Linked DNA regions of Mus musculus: regions 1 and 3 are each linked to region 2. Evidence: chromatin contacts called from public HiChIP or PLAC-seq and promoter capture Hi-C data. All regions are on one chromosome and are shown on one strand. Each heading gives the region's core, a stretch centred on a gene start, on an enhancer-like site or on the middle of the called end of the contact. The rest is flanking DNA. Distances are from core to core; before and after follow the strand shown. Region 1 overlaps Ndufs4 (NADH:ubiquinone oxidoreductase core subunit S4). Region 2 holds the start of Mocs2 (molybdenum cofactor synthesis 2). Region 3 has its middle 94 kb from the start of Gm25985.

Evidence for each region. Promoter capture Hi-C pulls out the DNA fragments that hold promoters and counts their contacts. HiChIP or PLAC-seq counts read pairs in DNA pulled down with a chosen protein or histone mark.
Region 1: a contact with region 2 is called in a promoter capture Hi-C map of embryonic stem cells, with 2.3 times the contacts expected there. The contact joins the enhancer-like site here to the promoter of Mocs2 in region 2. A contact is called at or near these places in 6 of 39 promoter capture datasets (the 3T3-L1 cell line, 3T3-L1-derived adipocytes, embryonic stem cells and 2 more), 1 of 484 Hi-C or Micro-C datasets (embryonic stem cells) and 1 of 115 datasets of contacts at active chromatin or transcription factors (stem cell-derived neural progenitor cells).
Region 3: a contact with region 2 is called in an H3K27ac HiChIP or PLAC-seq map of bone marrow-derived dendritic cells, with 3 times the contacts expected there. The contact joins the enhancer-like site here to the promoter of Mocs2 in region 2. A contact is called at or near these places in 10 of 39 promoter capture datasets (the 3T3-L1 cell line, 3T3-L1-derived adipocytes, the C10 cell line and 4 more), 6 of 484 Hi-C or Micro-C datasets (the G1E-ER4 cell line, cortical neurons, ganglionic eminence and 2 more), 2 of 115 datasets of contacts at active chromatin or transcription factors (bone marrow-derived dendritic cells and bone marrow-derived macrophages) and 1 of 9 other capture datasets (pancreatic islet).

The regions. Positions count from the first base shown.
Region 1 is chr13:114,308,754-114,311,740 of GRCm38.p6, forward strand. The region is part of intron 3 of Ndufs4 (NADH:ubiquinone oxidoreductase core subunit S4); the gene reads right to left. Among named protein-coding and RNA genes, the nearest start is that of Ndufs4, 78 kb to the right of the region's middle. Within about 2 kb of position 1,583, at least 10 of the 459 cell types and tissues checked have an H3K27ac peak or open chromatin away from gene starts, as enhancers often do. A contact at or near this core is called in embryonic stem cells, where this site is marked.
Region 2 is chr13:114,816,787-114,819,599 of GRCm38.p6, forward strand. Mocs2 (molybdenum cofactor synthesis 2) reads left to right here and starts at 1,451. Exons shown (of 6, transcript NM_001113374.1): 1 at 1,451-1,537. It overlaps Gm34790 (a long non-coding RNA gene), which reads right to left and starts at 1,438. Exons shown (of 3, transcript XR_382937.4): 1 at 1,148-1,438.
Region 3 is chr13:115,208,352-115,211,051 of GRCm38.p6, forward strand. No RefSeq gene overlaps it. Among named protein-coding and RNA genes, the nearest start is that of Gm25985, 94 kb to the left of the region's middle. Within about 2 kb of position 1,295, at least 29 of the 459 cell types and tissues checked have an H3K27ac peak or open chromatin away from gene starts, as enhancers often do. A contact at or near this core is called in bone marrow-derived dendritic cells, bone marrow-derived macrophages and myeloid progenitors, where this site is marked.

The DNA.
Region 1 (2,987 bases), core at 333-2,832, 510 kb before region 2:
AACCATTGCAGTTAAGAAGCTTCCATATTCTGAATCCTCAAAAAGAGAGCGCCTACTCTCAAATCTCTAAACAGTGGGGTTTTTAAAGGTAGAGGTCCACTTCAAACAAAAACAAACATTTGAAGACCTGACATCCAACTGGGCTCTTCAATTTAGAATGGTATTGTTAGTTTATAAATCCATACAGACTTTTTACAATGTCTCAGTTTCCAAGATGTTGCTGTTATTATTATGTTTATAGAAGTATAACCATGTGGTCAGAGATATGCAAGTAAAGGGCTAGGGACACAGCTTAGCTGGTGAAGTTCTTGCCTAGATGTCTCCTATGTTAATCCCCAGGACTGAATACAAACCACATATGGGAAGCATGCACCTGTAGTTTCAGCACGTTGGTGTGGAGGAAGGAGGTTTGAAAAGTTAAAGTCTTGCCTCACTACATAGAGAACTTAATGTCAGTCTGCACTACATGCTACTCAATCTTGAGAAGAAGAAAAAAGGAAGAAATATTCTGAGTAAACTGGACATCAGCAAGATCTGAAATATAAACCAAACACTGAAGGCGCTCTCACTGATCTGCAGTCTCCCAAACTGCTGATGAAGTTCTGGGTGGGCGTCACTGTGCCACTTTTCTGGGATTCCATTATGATCCCTAGAATTATATACATTCCTGTCATAAATTCCCCTTGTAAGGAAAGAAAAATCTTATATTGGCTGGCTACATTACTACCAAAAACAAATGATCATTTTGTCCTGATGTTCCTTTTCAAAGTGCATATAATTTCTCAGCTGGTAGTTTAATAAACTATCCTCAGAGGTGCTAATATAAACATGACTGAGTGATCTGATGTCTCAACAAGCACGATGGCTTAGTTCAGAATGAGAATAAAAAAAAAAAAAAGGAAGAAGAACAACAACTCCATTTCCTGTAAGGATGACAGATTTTCATTGTTTTAGCTTTATGGAGAAATACGTGGAAGTTATGTGGTAAAACGTTCTCTCAGCTTGGTGTGCCAGGCTCCTTCTCCTTCATCTATAGTTATAGTTCTTTCTAGGTTATATTGCTACCAGATCTTAACCTTTCTGTCTTTTTTAAGTTCCAACACATCCTTAGCATGTTACCAGACTTATCTTCCTATCACTTATGTCCAAAACTCAGTGCCAGTTCTAACACCTCAAACCATCTCTCCTGTCTACACAGTGGTTCCCACCTCCTCACCATTTAAGTTCTTGTGAGGCATCATCAGAACTGTTTTTCAGACTTCTTAATTATTGCCTTAGAAGTAACTAGTCAAATCAGACTTGTTTCTATGAACAGGTAAGCTGTATGAAATTCCTTATCAGTTTGATTGTTCCTTCTATGGAGTCCTCCGTTAGCATCTGTATATGTGGGCGGCCACCCCAACCACATCCCACGGCTCACTTTGAATACCAATCTTTCCCATAAGCTCCCATGCCCTACCCTCTCCAGCTGTATGCCTTCCAATCTTTATACTTCTACTTCTACTTTTCTACTGTTGCCTCAATTCTCAGCTGGCAAGGTTCCAAGTTAGTGATGATAAAGAAACTCCTTTCTAAGAAATCTACCTGACTAACAAATGCATGCAGAGCAAAACAGAGAAAATGAATGAGAGAAAGACCAAAAGCAGCCATAACTAGAAAGAATCCTTCCACTCCAAAGAAACTGTATTTGAAAATAGTTCATACTTTTCCCCCTAAGAATTCTATAGTTTGGACACATAGGAACATGCAGAAATCAAGCAGAAAGTGCAGCTTGTCTACATGAGAAATCTGTGCTGAAGGTTTTGATAGGGGTCGTATCATACAGGAATCCCAGAAAAGCACCACAGTGAAGCCCAGACTTCATCAGCAGTTTCGGGTCTTGCTTCTCGTCTGAAGATCAATGTCTCTCTTGGGTTGTTGGAGAAGCAGCTGGACAGGCTAGAGTGAAATTTGTGAATCGACTCCCGGCTAAAACAAGTCAGGACTTGCTAAGCGCCTGTGCTCTCCACTGGACTGTCAGAAAGACTACGCCTTTTAACCAGAAGCAACAGGTTTCAGGACTAAGTCAGAGCACCAAGCAAGCAAGGAAAACAAACGGATCCGGAACCAGTTCCAGGTGAGCTAGTAGTCCTGTGACGTCGACCAGGACAAAACTACACAGTGGCTTCCCTTAGTCCAAGAGAAGCAAGGGTCAGAGGATTAATATAGTATCGATACTTCACAGTGTAAGGAGACTTGATTACAAATCAATGATTAACCATCATTCATTAAAGATCTACATGAGATTCTTCACTTCAGAATTTATAGGTTAAAAACTCCAATTGAAAAACCCCAAGGTGTTGCTTTAATAGAACAGATGAATCTTATAAATCCAATAATGTTGTGCAAAAACACCAGTCACTAAACACATGAAGGATTCTAACATTTATTTTATATATATATATAGTATATGTTTATTATATATATATATAATTATTCTACCTGCATATATGCCTACATGCCAGAAGAGGGCACCAGATCTCATTATTGATGGTTATAAGCCACCATGTTGTTGCTGGGAACTACACTCAGGACCTCTGGAAGAGCAGTTAGTGTAACCTCTGAGCCATTTCTCCAGCCCCCAAAGAATTCTCTTTAATAAAATAAAAAATTAGGCAAAACACTTCTTAAGATTGGAATGTTGTTTCTCAATGTGGTTATATAATAAATATCTATTTTTTTATTTTAAAGAGCTATTTTTGTTCACGTTTAGAATTTATAAATATATTTAGAATTTATAAATATATAGAAATTAAGCTGTCACAAATGTCTAGAAACTCCTGACTTTTTTTTCTTGTTCCATTACATGTTTAATAGTTTTCTTTTTTTTTCTTTTTTTTAATTAATTTTTTATTAGATATTTTCTTTATATACATTTCAAATGCTATCCTGAAAGTTCCCTATTACCCACCCCCTGCCCTGCTCCCCTACCCACCCACTTCCACTTC
Region 2 (2,813 bases), core at 201-2,700:
AGATTTGGAATAGGCTGACAAAGAATTTTTTTTCTTTTTAACTAAGCTATTAAGTTAAATCCATCAACAGAAAAACCGCAGGAAAATGTGTGCCATTTGAAAACATTATTTCTTTTAACTTGTAAAAGAATTTTAAAAATTTTTACTGTTCAGTGCTGTGGATTGTGACTTTACACTAAGCAACATCTCAGCCCTAAGAATCTTGTAGAATAAAGAGGATATTTTCAAAATGAATGGCATTATCCTGATGTCATGGTCTCATAATTGGATTTTTAATATTTGAATAGAGTAAAACATTATTGAGCTTTGTCTTTGTCCTTGTTAAGATTTTATTTCTTATGTGTGTGGGTGTTTTGCCTGTATGAGTGTCTGAGCACCGCCTATGTGGATGCTGGGAATTGAACCTGCGTCCTCTGGCAGAGCAGCCTAGCACAGGCTTAACCCTGTCTCATCTCTGAGTCCACCAAAGGAAGTTTTTAGGAAGAGCTCTTAGGCAATTTTTGAGGTCCCACCTGCCCTCTCCGCCCCCAAGCAGGAATGATAGGCTCTAGCCTTTATATGCACCAGTTTGTTTGCAAAACCACATTGAACTATGCATTGTTTCTTAGCCTATTGAAGATATTGCTCATTGCTGTCACTGGAAACGACCCAGGAGCCCAGAGTGACTGTCAGTTTCCTCGTTTACCTAACAGCATGTGGACATAAATATTTAACCTTAATGTTTAGCAACCTTATCAAAATAAATGTTGATGCAAATCATAATCGGGCTTATTACTCCCCTCTGCCCACCCTTCCCCTTCTGCATTTCTATTTCTTCCTTGAACTGAGTACACCCATCTTGCCAACTATTTTCCTTCTGGAAATTTATTACCCAATTTTTACGTTCCCATAGCTTGACACAGAACGTGAAATGTCCTTTCCTTCCGTATTTGTTACTATTTTGGCAAATGTATTTGGCACAAGAATCTCCTCGGTGAGACTTCCTACAGCAGGTGACCCAGCCACGCCCCCCGCCACTCTCAACTGAAAGGTAAGGTTTTTACTAAGATTACAGTTGGAACACAGTTACGGTTAACCCGGACTGAGCGCCCAGCGAGGGCCACTTAAATCCACGTACCCACGCGACAACTAAGGCAGAGATGTGTACCTAGGAAGTCTGGATGGGGTCGCTGGCTCAGAAACTCCTGAGCGCCTAAAACACTGAAGTGACAGTCAGATACCGTCTCCACGCTGCGAATAAGAACCCGGATCCCACACTGGATGGAGGGGCCGCATAGGTTAGCCTGGGGAAGGCCACCCTGCCGGGTCACACAAGAGGTCGCAGCACTGGGATCCAAAAGCAGAGTAAACTTTTGTGGGTGCAGGAGGCGTGGCGGGGCGGAGCGAAGTGTACGCAGGCGCAGTGTCCACACGCCCGGGGTTGAGCACCACCCAGAAGGTGGAGCATCCGGCTGCGCATGCGCTCTGAGTCACCGGCGCCTCTAGGGGTTGGAGAACTGGCTTCGCGGTGTGTAGCGGGATGGTTCCTAGGTGCCAGGTAAGAGTTGGTTCGCGCGGCTGGGGCGCCCCTTCCTCTCTAACTCCTCCCGGGTTCCGGGTCTTGCGCCTGCTGCTCGCTGAATGTCAAGTTCTGTCCCCGAACTCTGGTGTCCAGGTCATGGCCTTCACGACCGATTACCTAGACGGTTTTTTTCCCTACCATTCCGGATGATTTATTTTGACACTTTTTAAAATTAAAACGCTCCTAGTTAGGAATTATTGTGAGGAAATGCGCATCACCCAATGATTGACAGGCTCAGGATAGTTTGCAGCAGCCGTGATTATTGTGGAGAGACCGAGTTGTACTGAGTGACAGGTGAGACCTTGTGCACAGTCAGGTCCCTTAGTTCCCAGGCTGATTACACGGGTTTGGCCTAGAAACTACCAGTTGATCCTGTAATTCAAGCCCATTTGCTTTGCTGCATGTCAAATGTTCTGTGTTTTGTAACTCAATCGTAATGTAGGACGGAATCAAAGGTCATTTGACCACTGTGAAATGAAAGCTAGGCCTTTGCTGACTGGGTTATTTAATTTACTTGTGTAATCCACCCCCTGACTCAGACCTCTGTCTCTGCTTCGCGGCTGATGGAAGAATCGATTCCGTGTCAAGTCAGACTTAGCATGTTTTCTAAGGAAATTTAGTAGGATTTTAATGCTGCCACACAAGCTTGAGATTGTGAGAGGTCTGAACAGTAGGCAGAAATCAGAAGTGATTTTAAAGCGTTTGTCTCAAATATGAATCTATAGATATATGGAAGTGTTTTGTTTGTTTGTTTATGTTTTTCGAGACAGGGTTTCTCTGTGTAGTCCTGGCTCTCCAGAACTACACTCTGGTAGACCAGGCTTGTCTTGAACTCACATAGATCTGACTGCTTCTGCCTCCCCAGTTCTGGGTTTAAAGACATGTGTCACCACCACCAGGCCAATACTGAAGTTTTGTGAGCCATTGCATTTGGGGAGCGAGGAGCCTTCTTGGTGCGGGTTATTTAGACTATCCTCTCTCCTTTCAGATTGACGTGTTGTATTTTGCAAAAAGTGCTGAAATAGCCGGAGTTCGCTCGGAGACCATTTCTGTGCCACAGGAAATCAAAGCGTCAGAGCTGTGGAAGGAGCTAGAGAGTCTCCATCCTGGGTAGCTAACGTTATAGAGTGCATATGATGAACATGTAAAGGTTTCTAAAATGTGTAAATTACGTGTGAGTGTGCGTATGTGTGTTCTCACACAAGAGTACTAGTTCTTTTAAAATTCTTGAAAATTTAAAACTCTGGTATTT
Region 3 (2,700 bases), core at 45-2,544, 390 kb after region 2:
TCTTTTTTAATTGGATATTTTCTATATTTACATTTCAAATGTTATCCCCTTTCCAGGTATCCCCTCTGCAAGACTCCTATTCCATTCTACCACCCCCTGCCTCTATGAGGGTATTATCCTCCCCACTCCAGCCTCCCCACCCTGGCATTCTCCTACAAGGCATGTAGCCTTCATGGGACCAAGGGTGGCCCCTCCCATTGATGCCCGACAAGGCCATCCTCTGCTACTTATGCAACTGGAGCCATTGGTCCTTCCATGAGTACTCTTTGGTTGGTGATTTAGCCCCTGGGATCTCTGGGGTGTCTGGTTGGTTGATATTGTTGTTCTTCCTATTGGGTTGCAAACCCCTTTAGTTCTTTCAGTCCTTCCCCTTTTCCAGTACCCTTTTTAGTTAAATGACCTATTTTCATCTATTTATACAATATATTTGAACACACATACACATATGCATACACACACATACACACCACACAAAAAGAACATTATTGAGGATCTTGTAAATTTTCAGGTGATAAAATTGCATAGATCTAAATACACATAAACACACATGTGAAGGAAAATAAAAATACTATTGATTTACAGCCAGGAATTCTACATTGTGTAGAGATTTGGTAGAGGCTTTTAGAACCTCTGCTCTTACACTTTGTTTTGAACTTACAGTTACTTGAAAATAATCAGCAAGGAAAGACCTATCATTGCACACATAATTGAATGTTTTGGGTTTCACTTTGTATCTTCTAATGAATTAGTAATATCAACAAGATCACAAATTGTCTGGCACCTCCTCCTCCTCCTGGCCCATTTTCTCTAACAGCAAATTAGATGTTGCATCGATTATGATTCTTCAACTAAAACTATCTTGACATGCTAAATTATTTTTCAGCCGTTTAGTCATTCATTCTGTCAATCAATACGTCTTTACTGAGAGTCTATGATAAATCAACCACTTTGTTTGTAATTGTAGCTATGGGGATGATAATTGTTCCTGGTCTTAATATACCCTTTTTTTTCAGAATCAAAAGCAGTTATGAGTATATTTAGGCTGGCTGAGCTTATCAATTCAGTATACTGCATCTGCTTGCCACATTATTAATACCATGTTTTTATTCAGGGTGTGTCTAAGAGTACTCTGATCTTTTCAAATCAATGAGGAGATATCACTCTTAAATATAAACTCCATGATCTGTTAATTTTTGAGGATGTGAGAAATATGGGGAAATACTAGTATTGCAGTCAGCGCAGATTACCCAAGATAAGCATTACAACAGAATGAGCCTCTAAGAAACAGTATGACTTATCTCTTCCCGTTGACTGAAGATGCTCATCTAAACCACAGTTGACAAGGGATGGCATTCCATTCAGTTCTTAGGTGATGGCACACTCTCTTTCTAACCTAAAGTAACCTTATTGGTTCACCTGTGGATATACTAAACTATATGCCAAACTTAAATTGGATAGATATAGGATGAAAAGAATTTATATTTATTTTAAGAGTGTGCCCAGAAGACTAAAACAGAAGACAACGTCAAACTAGTTTCTTTGTGATTTAACACATTTATTCATATGTCTGTTTTGTAAGTATGAATTGCTGATTCAGAAACCAGAAGTTGTGGTGAAGTTGAGGCTGTGGCTATATCTAGATCTGGGCTTGTACATCTGGGTTTCCAAGTTTCAGACTGGAACTGAGTTGGGGTTTGTTTTGTAGAGGTGGGGGACTCTGTCTTGCAGAGACACTTTAGATAAGGAAGAGTGAATTTTAGTAGTAACAACACTGATGCTATTTTCATTGACCCATTCAGAATGTGGGATTAATATAATGGGCATACTATGCTGGCCAAGAAATATGCTGGCTACTGTTAATAATCATAGATATGAGATGTGAAGAGTTATCTTTACTCTCATACCTTCCTCTTCTTTTCCCGCAGCAAGTCTCTGAAGGCTGCATGTTGGAACCTGGTGTCTCAGGAGTCAGAGGATCAAGGTCAAGGTCCTCTAGCTTCCACTGTCATTGCTCTGTGATTTCCTGAAGATGTGTATCCTTCCACAATACCAAACTATTACAATTACAAACTGCTCCCAGCCTTTCTCTCTTTTTAAGATGCATTATGTGTTTTCTTAGGAAGGCTTTATATTTTTCCTTCTTTAAATCCTTTAATTTTTTTTTCTGTTTGTCAACAAACAAACCAAAACCAACCAACCAACCAACCAACCAACCAACCAACCAACCAACCAAACAGAAAACCACATGAGCCCAGGGAAAATCTATCAGACTTTTAATCTTTTCGATGAAAATATGAACAATAAGATCAATAACACTAGAAATGAAAAGTTTAAAAAGTAAAAATTAGAAACACACACTTCTGTTTGTGGGTATACTTTGCTGATCCTGCAGCCGATTCCTGAAACTAGCTTTGCAGAACTCCGGTCACTTAGCGTGATAAATCAACAGCGGAGAATGACGAACAGGAAATTCATGGGAGCTCCGAGTGAAATGCCTTTCAGCGTTTCCTTGGTTACCGGAGGTGGCAGAAGATGGTGAGTTCTGGCAAGGGGCATGAAGATACATATAGTAGCAATTACTCCCATTTACTTGAGTTCTGTTTGAAGCCTTCTCAGTCTATGACAGCCTGCATTCTCTTTCACTGTTAGCTGTAAATCAGAACCAACCTGTACTATGTGTGGGTGGAATGCCAAGTTTCA